Regions from separate parts of the Zea mays genome. Here region 1 is linked to region 2. The links are chromatin contacts, called in public Hi-C maps. All regions are on one chromosome and are shown on one strand. Each heading gives the region's core, a stretch centred on a gene start, on an enhancer-like site or on the middle of the called end of the contact. The rest is flanking DNA. Distances are from core to core; before and after follow the strand shown. Region 1 holds the start of LOC100274345. Region 2 holds the start of LOC103627539 (cyclin-P4-1).

Region 1 (6,184 bases), core at 2,343-4,842, 180 kb after region 2:
TCCATGTAAGTAGCATGCATGTCAAGCCATTGCTGATCCATCAGCTTGAAGGTTATGCAGTAGAGAATGTCAAAAGCTTGATCGTTTTCTGAACATCAGAAGTCGAAACATTGAATCAACATTTGGAAGTAATGTAACTAGATCCTTCAGCCAGCTCACATTTGTGTGTTTTCTACCTCTGAGAAGTACAAGTGTAAAACTAAAAGATAGCATTACTATATTATGTGGCCTTAAAGCAATGGAGTTAGCAAACTGGAACTTGTTTAAATTATGCATATTGATGAAACACCTTTCATTCATAGTCATCATCACAAGAAAACAACTTAAGGCCAAAGAAACTCTATGGTAAAAGGAATAGTTGGTACAAAAGAATCTAGTGATAAACAGTTCTAGTAGGTTATGGCGCCTGTTCCGAAATAGACTACTGCAATGAAGACTATACCTGAAAGAAGCTTTAGGAAAACTGCTCCGAACAATGACCTCGGTTTAACTGCACAGGACATCGAGATTAGGGTCAATTTAAAGTGAACCAATAGTCAAAAACTTAGCTTATGATTTGGAGGAACTATTGCTTGACAAACCTGATTGGAGATCAAGCATTTGAATGAGCATGAAGGTTATATTTACACCAGCGACAGCAAATGGATACTCCCAGATTGCACGGTCACCATTCTGCTTGCGAAGGAGTTCCTGGAAAGATTTCTGCAGAAAAGTATGTTAAACCAATTTGTGGCAGGTATGAATAACTATGTGAGTTAACAGTTAAGTACCACAATGACAGCGAAAGAGCCTCTAGCTAAGTTGGTTGGGTGGTTTGAGTAGCACTCCTCGGGTCCTAGGTTCAACTCTCCGTGAATTTCAGGCCGTAGTTAAAAAAAATCCTCTCGTCTGTCCTAGGACAAAGTACAGGTCTAAAGGTCTGGTCCCAGTCGTGGTCGTTTCTCACATGGGCTACAGTGCCACTGTGTATGGGTGGGACAGTGGTTCGAAGGTTCTCGACCTGAGTGAGAAGGTTTTCTTCTTACCATAATGTCCGGAGGTTGTCTTACCCCCGCAGGTCGAATTTTTATTTTTTAGTATCACAATGCCATATCATCATGAACATTTCAGTTTTAAATAAATCACATGTGTAACCATATTGTTCAATATCCTATTTTGTTAGATGTGTTTTGCATGTTTTTCAGTCTAGCCCACAACATGTACTGTGGAACTTTTTTCTTTTCCCTTTTCGCACGGATTAACAAGGAAATATTAGACATTTAGAACATAAAATAGCAGCATATGCCACATCTTATTATAACCCTGCAAATGATTATGTTCAGCAAGCCATCTAGGTCCTGTTTGCTATGCTCCAAACAGAAGTGCTGAAGGCTCGAGTACATCAGAGCCTCAAGTCTTTAAGGCCACATAAAATCATTATACAAAAGCATGTGACAAAAGCAAAATATTGCTAAAAACAAGGATTTGCACTCACTGGATAGTTCCTAGCGAAGTACAATAGATTCTCCAAGGAGATGAAGCCTCCACCTCTGTAATGCCAACACAACAAAGGATCACCTATCTCTACTCTCTAGGTTAACTAAGGTTACTACTGAGAAAACGGGGTAACTGATAGCAGCTGGGACAGAGGAGAAAATGTAATACCTAAAATCTGTAGATGGGTCTTTCCCTTGCCAACCCATCTCTTTCCATTGTTCTGATATTAGCCCCCGAAGCTCGGTGCCAGGAAAAGAAGCACACCAAAGGGACTGTAGTGCTTCCTAAAAGAAAGAAAGATGAGATAACAGGTTAAGTAACTAGCTATGCTTTCTCAAATGTCATCAGAAAGGATAAATGAGCAGAACCAGAACATGAAAAAGATGATCTGGATTGAGATGTATAATTGTAACTCGAGCAGGTTAAGTGTTAACTCATAAGGACAAGGAGCAACATAACAACTGAAGTCCTTGCAAAAAAAAGACCATCTATGTGTTGTGAAAGTAACAGCATGTACTCCATATCATTTTGCTCAGATCTACAGGCCTGCTAGATTTTTCAATTGAATATCCAATATATGAGGTTATCCTTTTGTGCTGAATATTTTGATTAGAAAATTGTGGGAAAATAGCACGCACACAGTTCGTAATAGTGCATGGAATTTCACAAGTAACACGAGATGAACCTCATGAGGACAGTTTAGCGTCAATAGGAACCTAAGAAGTACAAGTACCTGATGCTCTCTGTTTGCACTATCATACTGAACTTCTATACGGTTTTGTAACCTCTGTAGGCATTCTTCCTGAAACACGCTAGAGAGAATATGTTAACTGTGGATAAAATCAATATCCTGCAGTGTACAGCTAAACCCAAATTAATCAAATCAATAAACAAATTACTTCAGTTAAAAAGGCACTGAAGTGAATTAACAGAGTCAGAGCAATTTTTACGCAGGTGCTGCAGAAGCAGAAGCAATGCGATATTCAGAGGAGAGTCTGAAGTTTAGGATAAATTTGGGGGGGGGGGGGGGGGGGGGGGGGGCTAAACAGTGAGGTATCTCAAATTTCGTTGATAAACAAATTACTTCAGTTAAAAAGGCACTGAAGTGAATTAACAGAGTCAGAGCAATTTTGACGCAGGTGGTGCAGAAGCAATGCGAGATCCAGAGGAGAGTCTGAAGTTTAGAATAAATTCGGGGGGGGGGGGGGGGGGGGGGGCTAAACAGTGAGGTGTCTCAAATTTCGTTGACATGATAATTCACCAAATTAATAAACAACTTACTCCAGTTAAAAAGGCACTGAAGTGAATTAACAGAGAGTCAGAGCAATTTTGACGCAGGTGGTGCAGAAGCAATGCGAGATTCAGAGTAGGGTCTGAAGCTGAGAATGAAATCAGGGGGGCTAAACAGTGAGATATTACAAATTTCATTGGCAGGGTCGAGAATCCGCAGAAGAACACTTGGCAATGAAATCGTAAAGAAATAGACGAATCTCACCTGCACAGGCGTCAAATCGAAGGAAAGGCGCGCATCGCTGTCCCTCCTCTGCGCGCAGACGCAGGAGAGCCCCCTCCCGATCCACGCCGTCGACCCCGTCACGACCTCCGCTGCAGCAACAGCGTAGGGACAGCACAGACCATAACCATAAGCATCGTCCCGTGGCGTGAGGCGGGAGCAACAACAGCCGCTATGTAAGAAAACAAACGAGGAACTATCCAAATCGGAGGCGAGGCGAGGCGAGGCACCCGAAGAGGAGTGGTGGAAGGCGGCGGCGCGGTCGGAGCCAGAGAGCCGGCGGACGGCGACGAAGGAGCCGGCGCTCCCGTCCATCCCTCTGGTAGAACAGCGACCCAGCTGGCCAGCTCTGGCCTCCCCACTTAACTTTGTTGGTGCCTAACTTTGTTCCCCGCTCCCTCTCTCCCAGCCTCTACGCGCGGGGGCTCATGGTGTCGTGCAGCCGGAGCTCCAACCGCGGGGGCACAAGGCGGGCGGGCAGATCCCGAGAAGGCAGGAGAGGAACGGGTAGAGGAGGGGGGCTATTGCTCGGCTTCGCGGCGGCCTTGCCTCGCCACTTCCGTCCGTTGGTTAGTTGGTTCGTTGGCGCTGGCTCCGCTTCGTCGTTCTGGTTGGGCGGCGCAGCGCTGCTCAGGCCTCAGGACAATGCTGGTGTGTGCTGGACGGTGCAGTGCTCCTGCCGCTGCTGCTTTGGATAAATCAATCAATATAGGGAAATGCTTCCGGCTTTGCCTTTGCTTGCTCGGTTCGCTTTTCTTCTCTCCTTTTTATTTTTTCCCCCGAGGCCTTTTCTCTTTACTATATTTTAATTAAACTATACCCTCCCATTTTATTCCTTTAATTTGGGGGGGGGGCATATATTCTCTTTCGCCTGCCCTTAATTCCTCCAAATTCAATATTTACGGATTTAACGATATGTACTATAAAAATCCTAATATACTTTTTTACTTGTTTCTGGTAGAATTAAGGCGGTTTGCCTTAGCAAAACTAAAATTTTCATTTTTATTGGACGTTCCGGTAATCTAGGTTGTAGGAGTGGATCGGCATGTTTGGAGGAGTAGGTCAGCGTGTTTTCGTGTTAATGTAGGTCACTGAGGGAGGCATCACGGGTTCCAGCCTAGCTCCATGAAATTTAAAGCTGAAACTATCGAGTATATTAAAAAGAATCGGCTCTCAATAACCGTGTTATAACTTTGGACTGGGCACAAATATATATAATAACTACTTTTGTTTTGTTTTAGAACTATATAGACTTATACAGTACAAGTCTCGGCGCTACACATACTCCTGCTGCCGTCAAGTTCTTTTTTTTAGAGGCATGCAGGCGGCTCGATTTTATTTTCAGCACGCATGCATTGTCTAACCCAATTATGGAGAACATTTTCGTTGGTGGGTAATCTGTTTCTGTTGAACCACCCGAGAGCGTCATGAAAGATCAAGGGAAGCAGACTGTACTGTCGGATCGCTTGAGCTGTCATTTTCTGGAGTTGCCGATGGCTTTTCTTTCTTTTTTCTTCTCTTAGGGCATGTTCCAACGAATCTTAAGCAAATTGCTTGTCTAATTTATATACTCCAGCTTTATCAGCTAGAACGAATTTGGAGGAATTCTGGATAAACGAACAGGCCCGCTCTACCACGCACCGTTGAGGCAGCACGACGGTGTGGTCCAGCATGCGATGCAACTACCACTACCAGTTCAACACCCGTCCCTCAGTGGACCTGTAGGACCTAATCCCACCCACTTTGTTTTCTTCAAAAGGCAGCGAATTCGTCGTCACGCTAATCATTTGATGTGCGACAGTTGAGACTACGCTTAAAGCGCCCATCTCCTTTTTAAAAACTAGTACGGAGTATTTTTGCATTAATTCGTCGGCACATTTTTCATACTACACGCGAGCAGGTAGCGATCGAAAGACGAAGGCACGTAGTACACGCCCCAGCACGTACAGTGGTCAGAACTAACCACGTCTAAACCACCGAGATTATTGTCATTATGGAACACGACAGAGTTGGTTTCGACGAAATGGAGGCATAGGGAAGGGCTTCGACAATTTGAAGACGCAGAGGACGGCCAAGCGCTGATATGGACATAAAAATCCCATTAGTTGTTATGGACACTAATTAATCTCCCGCCGTGAGAATAAGTCTCCTCCGCTCGGCTGCCGTCTTCAGCGCCGTCATCCCCAGGGGGCCGCGGTGCCGGACTCGGACGGCGAGATGGCCGCGGACGGCGGCGAGCCAGGAGGTGGCGGGAGCACGAGCACGCGCGCTCCTCTCCCCGATCCCGATATGTGTGCCTGGCTGCTTGCAACCTCCGTGGGATGGAGGCGGCGCGGCAGCAGCAGGAGGAGTGCCCGTGCGGCGAGGCCGAGTCCGCCGACCAGTTCGAGCGGCTCCACGACGCAGTGTTGCTCGACGTCCTCAATCGCATCGGCGACGTCAAGGCGCTCGGCCGCTGCGCCCTCATCAAAACTCAGCTTGTTCCCATGGTTTGATTTGAGGATTGGATGGAAAGCAGAGTATGTGCTTCCTGAGATTCATGGGTAAGTCTGAATCAGCACTAACGCTACTTAAATAAATTACTTATAATTATTATAAGCATTCGAGCAAAGATCCTAGTTCCTGAGAACAATTTGAACTCACGAACACTATGATCGACATATTTGCTCTACACAGGGCTGTTGGCGCAGGAGAACCAGCCTTCAGTATGAACTATAGAAAGTTGCATGCATCGATAGATCGGGTCGAGGCTATAGTTACTCAGTCAGATCGGTATTGATCTCCCAGCGCGGAAAGGCAAGGGAGTTTCTTGATCAATAACAAACACGTTGAGTAGATCCCAGGGTTACAAGAAGCATTCTGAAGCTCCGTGCCTGATGTACAGCAAATAACAAACACGACCGTGTCCAGCTCCATGTGGCGGCGCGCGATGTCGGAGAGGAGGGCGCGGGCGCGCTGCGCGAGCTCGACGCCGTCGAGGAGCGCCGGGAGGTGGAGCAGGCGGCAGGAGGTGGCGGGCCATGGAGAGAGCGCGCGCCATCTGGGAGCTACCCGCTGCGGGGCCGGCCAGGGCGTTTCTCTTCGTCGCCCACGGCTGCCGCTGCCGCCCGGAGAACTTCTGGCCGCCGTCCCCGCGCTGCCCGGGGTGCGTCGGCCTGCCAGAGGACGTCGCCATCACGGACCGCGCGCTGCGGA
Region 2 (6,702 bases), core at 3,526-6,025:
ATAAATAGAGATGGCTCACATGTGATGGCAAATAGGTCCAACCCACGCGTATGAAATAAAGGAAATAACATTTTCTTCCCCTTTTATTTTTTCTCTTACAAATTGGGTATTACACAAACTCCAGGGATGCTTTCGCCATACTTCATGTCACCGTAATTGGCACAGAACCTCTCCATAAACCTTGTCACCACTTGGGCTTGTACCCTCTCTGGAACCTCCAGGGCGCAGGATCCTTGCGCCCCTTTCTGCAACCTGGTACAGTGCCCCCACGGGTCATACAATATACTCTGAGTTGTTCACGGCCAAACTGATCTCCTCGGCAGGGCCATTGTTCTGAAAACCCGGGAGATCGCTAGGCTTGGCTATCCCATGGGGATCTGCTGTGACTACGTCGTTCTCAAGGTCCACAGGAAATTCGCCATCTTTGGGTAGCGAATCGCCCTCTTTGGCAGCCCGATCGCCGTCGATACTGTTAGGCACCCGTCCTCCGGCGATTTACACCGGCCACGTGATTCTGTGAACTGGAACAGTCACTCAATCTCGCTTGAAAACGAATAGAGGCTGTTTTTTTGGTGCTGCAAAAACTGGCAAAGTTTTCTGTCTATTGTCTATTCCTTTATTCAGAGTAAAATGAAAGGATAAACAGTCGTGTCCAGCCTACGTCGTGCTTGGTCGTATGTCCATCCCCATCGCGACGCCACCTCTGTTATTCGGAACCTCGTTTTTCGCATCGGTCGCGAGGTTCTCCATCCACGCCGCTTCCGGCTAGTTTGGAAGTCTAAAATCCGGAATAAATTAAAAAGGCTAAAATCTCCTTATTATTTAAAATTGAATAAGAAGAGGCTAAAATCCCCTCCAATCCTCTGGGCTTTGAGCCTCCCAAACTAGCCCTCAGGGGAGGAGGGCCTGTCACTCGTCACTCGTCGCCGTCTGGCAGCTCATCTAGAGCGTCTCCAAGCCAGTGGCGGCCGTCTGGCAGCTCATCTAGAGCGTCTCCAAGTCCAAGCCCAAGCGCTTCCCATCGGAAACAACGCCCGCGTTCATCTCCCACCGCACGAAGACGAACCCTTTTCCTAATGGGCTGATGGCAGGGCATGTTTGGCCAAACTGGGCCATACGAAAACTTAAAATGGCCCAAAAGTTAGCTGAATCAAAATAGGGTCAAGTCGTAGTGCTACTTTGCAAGTTTGAGTCATTGAGAATTGAGTGTGGCCTGAGTAGAGTTGCCTCCAGAGTGCATCATCACTAGTCGTACGTGGATTGACTTTTAAACCAACCTCAGTTGGGTTGATGGTTCCATTATGTTGTTTCCAAATTCCAGTTATGCCACATTAGGCCTTGTTCGGTTAATCCCGTTACCCATGAATTGGATAAGATTGGAAAAAAATTTAAAAAGGGTTTGACTTAGTTGAGATTTAAACCTATCCAATCCCACTCAATCCATGTGGATTGTGAGCTAACCGAACAAGACCTTAGTAGTGTTTGGATGGATGGATGAGAAACGATGAAGAGGGATGAGATGCGATCATTCCAACTTGACTCATGTTTGGTTTGGAAGTCTAGAGTAAGGGTCAAAAAATATTATTCAAAAATAGTGGATGAGGTCATCTCTCAAAAAATAAGGGACATGGTCAACTCATGGTTGATCCTGTCCCATCCCTCGTTGACACCGAACCAAACACATCCAACATTTGATCCATGGCTAGGTCAACGGTCAACCTTAGCATAATGCCTAGTTTCAGTTTTTATGTTTCAAATAAGCTCACCGCATTTAATTTTGTGGCATAGTAAGGCTTCTAATACTGCTCAGCTGTTCTGCAGCCGTAGTTACTGCAACTGTTCAGACTGCTACAGTTACGATCTATAGAGACAAAATACTGTAGAAGCCACGGTTGAATTAAATACACAACAAGCCATTATTTCAACTACACTCGTTGCATTGATTTTTTCACGCTCTATTAAACGAGAATATGGAATTTTTGTACCGAGAGCGGCCTTTTACTCATGCACCGGCGGGAACCATGTTCAAAGTCCATCGTGGTGCGGAGTCCCTGTACCAAAGATTTGGGTGCCTGCACGTTATCATTGCCAGCCATACGATCGGATTCGTATCTTTCGTGTGAGCCCTACCGCCCTCCCCAGCCCTTACCTTTAAGCAGTGGTTGGCGCATCGCTGCTTCCAATGGAGAAGAACACTGCATGGCGCACCTCATTGCTTGTTCAAGTTACCTTCGCTACCGGAACGAACACGCACACGATTCAGAAAGTCACCAAAGACACCAGCACTGTATACACAATCTACTGTAGCAGCTGGTACAACCGACGACGACCTACACCACCACTACACCTCTAGACACACTGTATATATAGATGTGTGTATATATCGAAAGCTTTATAATCTAGAAAAGACAAAACATCTAATAATTTGGAAAAATTTGCACCGGCTTACAACTCCTGCGCCCAAGCCACCGGATGAGTCGTCGATCGATGGGCTTAGGTTTCTTTCATTCATGCAGCGAGCTGCTGCTGGGCGCTGCATCCGGCCCCGGCGTCATCCTCGGACAGGCAGCAGTGCTGCAGCCTGAGTGGCGCGGGGGCAGCCTCCGCGCACAGTAGCTCCGACCGCAGCACGGCGCAGTAGTCGCCGAACGTCTCCGGCGCCACGTTGAGGTCGAAGCCGACGCCGAACAGGAAGTCCACCTCCAGGTAGTTCATCTCCACCAGGCTGATGCCCCCGACCTTGGCGAAGTAGGCGTTGTTGTAGCATCTGCGCGCACAGATACAAGATCAATCCACTCGCAGATCAGCTCTAGCCAGTTTGACTCTATCTTTCAGTACTAAGCTAGTGCTCAACGCCTGTAACTTCTTCTCGCCAATGATTGACGGCAAAATTACAGTAGAAGTTTCAGAACAATCATGCAACCGAACAAAGAGCGCGACCAACAAAGTTTTACCAAACAGGCCACCGAACGGAGCCTTTTTAAAGAATGGCAAGTTGCCCAATAAGCAAAGACTAAAGCAGAAAGCAACAAGAAGAGACTAGAGGTGTGGATGCTCCTGGGACCCTGCAGGCATGAGGAAGAAGTGAAGTGACAAGTGAGCAAGGGGGCAAACATCAGCAGCAGGCCAGCAGCAGATGGCCGGGCAAGTTGGCAGTCCCAATCCCCTACAACTGGCGCCAGAATTAAATTCCAAGCCGCACAGAGGTGACGGGGCCGGGAAGGGGTGGAATTCTAGTTTATGTCTTCGGGTCCACGGTGGATGTGCGTGGTTGGATGCACGCAAGCAACTGAGGAACAGCCGGGTCGCTTCGCTGGACAGGCTTAACTTTGTCGTCCGTGGACGATACCCGCCTTTGTTTGCAAGGCCGACAGAATTGAAGGCTTGGATTTACCCAATGAAAGGCCAAGCTTCACATAGCACAGTTGAACTGTCCAAGTGAGAGCCCAGCCTAGCCGCGGCCTACTACTACTGCTACAACAACCTTACCTTCTATCATCATTAGCGCGGTAGTGTATGTTTGCATCGATGATTGCCGCCAAAATTCTGAACTGATGAGTGTTTGGCACACTTTTCTTATGCCACTAGGACACGCTTCTGTACATGACACTGTAACACCCACCGACACTTGGACGCGTGATAATGTCATCAAAAGTTTGTTTTTTTTGTTGTTCACGTTTATCAGAAGCAACTTCACTGAACAATTGGATAGAAACGGGACGCGATTCTGGAGACTCCAGGCCTTCCAGGAGTAGGAAATGATGCTAGAGTTACTTGGACGGCACTCCTAAACTATTCCTGGCTGCCTAGCAGAATTCTGAAACTTGGGAGCTGAGAGAACAGGGGAGCAGCAAAAAGATGCCTACGTAAAGTTGTACTAATAGTCTAGTACTAATAGAGCACTTTGTCACAGCTACTCTTTGCACAAGAATCCAAAGCATTTGAATTTTTCCATGGTAGATAAATCTTAATACCAAAGAAGAGAAAATCAGGTGGTCCAATTGTTTTTTCTCCCGAGCAATTGACCATCACGGTGTTTGAATCCAGGAGTTCTACGAATAGCACATGGACAGTTCAGAATCAAGAACATCTGAACATACCAAGAACAGAGTGAACCGCACCAAGCTACTTGACCTACGTGCTCCCAGTTATAGACCGACAAATAAATACCTAATGGGGAAAGACGATCATGTGCAGCTGCGCCGCAAATTCAGCAGGACAGTTGGTTCGTTTGATCGCGATACCCCACAGGGCATAGGCATGGAGAGAGAGGGATCGGAGGACTCACATGTCGTCCATGAACTTGACGGCGGCGAGCACGGCGGTAATGAGGAGGCGGTGCACGCTGTAGGAGTCGACGGCGAGCGCCAGGAGGCGGCCGCGGCGCAGGAGGCGGTCCAGGTAGACGTAGGCCACGACGTAGCACGCGGGGCTGCACCCAGCGAACCGCGCGATGCGCGCCATGTAGGCGCGCACCGAGATGCCCGGCTTCGTCGTCGCCCGGAACGCCGACGCCGGGGCTACGGCCGAGACCTCCGCGGCCGCCGCCGCGTCGTTGCGGTTCGCGACGCGCTCCAGGATGCCGGCGAGGGCGGCCACGACGCGGGGCATGTCCTCCTCGGCGCCGCCGCTCTCCACCAGCTCCTCGCACTCGGCCATGGAGATGGAGGTCGCCGGGCTCCCTGGGCCCTGCCCTATGGTGTGGCGCACGTGTCGACCTCCGGGGCTGGTGGAGAACAGGTGGGGGAGAGTTTATCAGAACCTCTCTTATAGAATAGAACGGAGGATAAGGCCATGTTCAAATCTCGCGAGATAAACTTTAGCAGCTTTTTTTAGCTACTTTTAGCTATTTATAATCTAAACAGGAGAGCTAATGGTTGTAATTTAAGCTAAATTTTAGCAATTCAATTCATATAGCTAAAGTTTAGCAGGAAGCTAAAGTTTATCCCGTGAGATTGAAACAGGGCCTAACTTGTGGAGTTGTGGTTATTAGGTTTTCGTTGATTTTCTTTCGTGCTGATTTACGAGATTTTAACAACCTCTCTTATTTAACGGAGGACTACACATGCGGTTAGTTTGGTTTCGTTGATTTTCTTTCGTGCTGGTTTAGGAAAATTTAACCTGAACTTACAAATCACTAGTTTGGCATCTTCGGTGCTAACTGATAAATTAAGCTAGCTACCGAAAGCCTAAGATTATCTCACGCAATTAAAATCTGTATTGAGTAATCTTCAGTAATTATATCTTGACTAGGTAAATGCCCGTGCGTTGCTACGGAATGAACATGTTATGATAAGATATATTAACCTCACTCCACTCCGAGCACCAGCAGATTCAGGCTTTGGCTGACCCAAAATTCGGCGAACCGGGAGCACAAAACCTTCACCAGCAATTTGCTTGACGCCAGGCGACTTGCAACTGCTATTGCTAGCTAGTAGCCATCCGCTACCACGGCAGTACTCCTACAAGGGCGGCGAAAAGAATAGCAAAAGTTGGACGCAACACAAGCTCAGCAGCACAACTAAGGCCCGCCAGGGAGTGCTCTCTCTTCTCTGTGCTCTTCTCTCTTCTCTGCGCTGGGATGCAGTCGCACCTGTGAGTGCTCAGTGCTCTGGTCTGGTCCCAGCAAGTAGCCCCCGCCGCATCTCACCTTATCACTTTTCCCTCCTCCTACGTCCGTCTCTCTGGCTTTTGTTCGCTTGCCTAGGAGTATTTTTCTTTCTTTTAGATGCCATGTCTGATGTATGCAGCCACGCCACTTCGCAACTACAACTGACAGAGCTTACACCATTCTACTACGGTTTAGTTTAATCACCTGTATCATCATCACAACAGTGAGAGATCCATCCATGCCACAAACGAGCATAGAAGAGAGCTGGAGTGTGCCTTTTCATCACCTTCTTGACGCTGACAGCAGCTACTAATAAACGACTACTAATTAACTACTACTACTACTACTATTTATGCCTACTATTCACTCACACTTACTATCATATACTTATCATAGGCCTAAGAGCTAAAAAACAACCTGGACTTGTTTCTTCTCTGTTGATGTCTTCACTGTCCCCTCCTCCTTCCACTCTGAAGAAGATTACACCTCTCCAAAGGTATTTCTTTTTTCTTTGTCAAAGCTTCTCTACGCTCAGTTGATGGGGTCGGCCATCATGTAGCCATATTAGTAGTTCCCTGCGCACAACAGCCCGTCAACACACAGATTATGACCATCATGATTCAGGATCTATGCTGGCATATACATGCATCATGGTCATGGGAGCAGCAGCTAGCTTATTATTAATGGTTACAACACTATCAGAAAGACAGGCACAAGGAGGGCTCTTGTTGACACTTACTCCCATATTAGAGGAATGGAGGGCCCCCTCCCCCTTTTTTTGCTCTGTGCACCTCACACATCACAGCCCAATGGCTTCATGCCCAGGAGAAAACCTGGACAAATTCTGAACATTTGTAACAACAAAAAAAACAATAGTCTTTGATTTCTTTTGCTCACCCCACATGAATTGCTTGCAATAAGAGAAACAACACGCAGGAAAGATTTAAGCTAGCTGCTGAGAACGTTTACCTGGGCACCTGAAAGTAGGAGCTGTAGGGGCAGGTCGAGGGTGGTGGAAGACGTGGGTGCAACGGGACGATTAATCCACACGGCGAGGGCTGCTCCTGCTACCGTTCCGAGCGGCTGCAGCG

The links. A called contact is a pair of places that touch in the nucleus more often than the background predicts.
Region 1: a Hi-C map of leaf shows a contact between it and region 2, with 5 times the contacts expected there. The contact joins the promoter of LOC100274345 here to the promoter of LOC103627539 in region 2. A contact is called at or near these places in 3 of 25 Hi-C or Micro-C datasets (ear, leaf and tassel).

Annotation. Positions count from the first base shown.
Region 1 is chr5:195,067,053-195,073,236 of Zm-B73-REFERENCE-NAM-5.0, forward strand. LOC100274345 reads right to left here and starts at 3,593. Exons shown (of 9, transcript NM_001148705.1): 1 at 3,220-3,593; 2 at 2,972-3,081; 3 at 2,210-2,278; 4 at 1,645-1,760; 5 at 1,475-1,529; 6 at 582-702; 7 at 443-490; 8 at 1-88. The coding sequence starts at 3,304. LOC103627492 reads left to right here and starts at 5,057. Exons shown (of 2, transcript XM_008647783.3): 1 at 5,057-5,532; 2 at 5,666-6,017. The coding sequence starts at 5,207. The coding sequence ends at 5,768.
Region 2 is chr5:194,884,999-194,891,700 of Zm-B73-REFERENCE-NAM-5.0, forward strand. It overlaps LOC103627539 (cyclin-P4-1), which reads right to left and starts at 4,776. Exons shown (of 2, transcript XM_020538629.3): 1 at 4,289-4,776; 2 at 2,259-2,767. The coding sequence starts at 4,659. The coding sequence ends at 2,509. LOC109939851 reads right to left here. Exons shown (of 5, transcript XM_020538226.1): 3 at 6,691-6,702; 4 at 6,581-6,646; 5 at 6,188-6,444. The coding sequence ends at 6,411.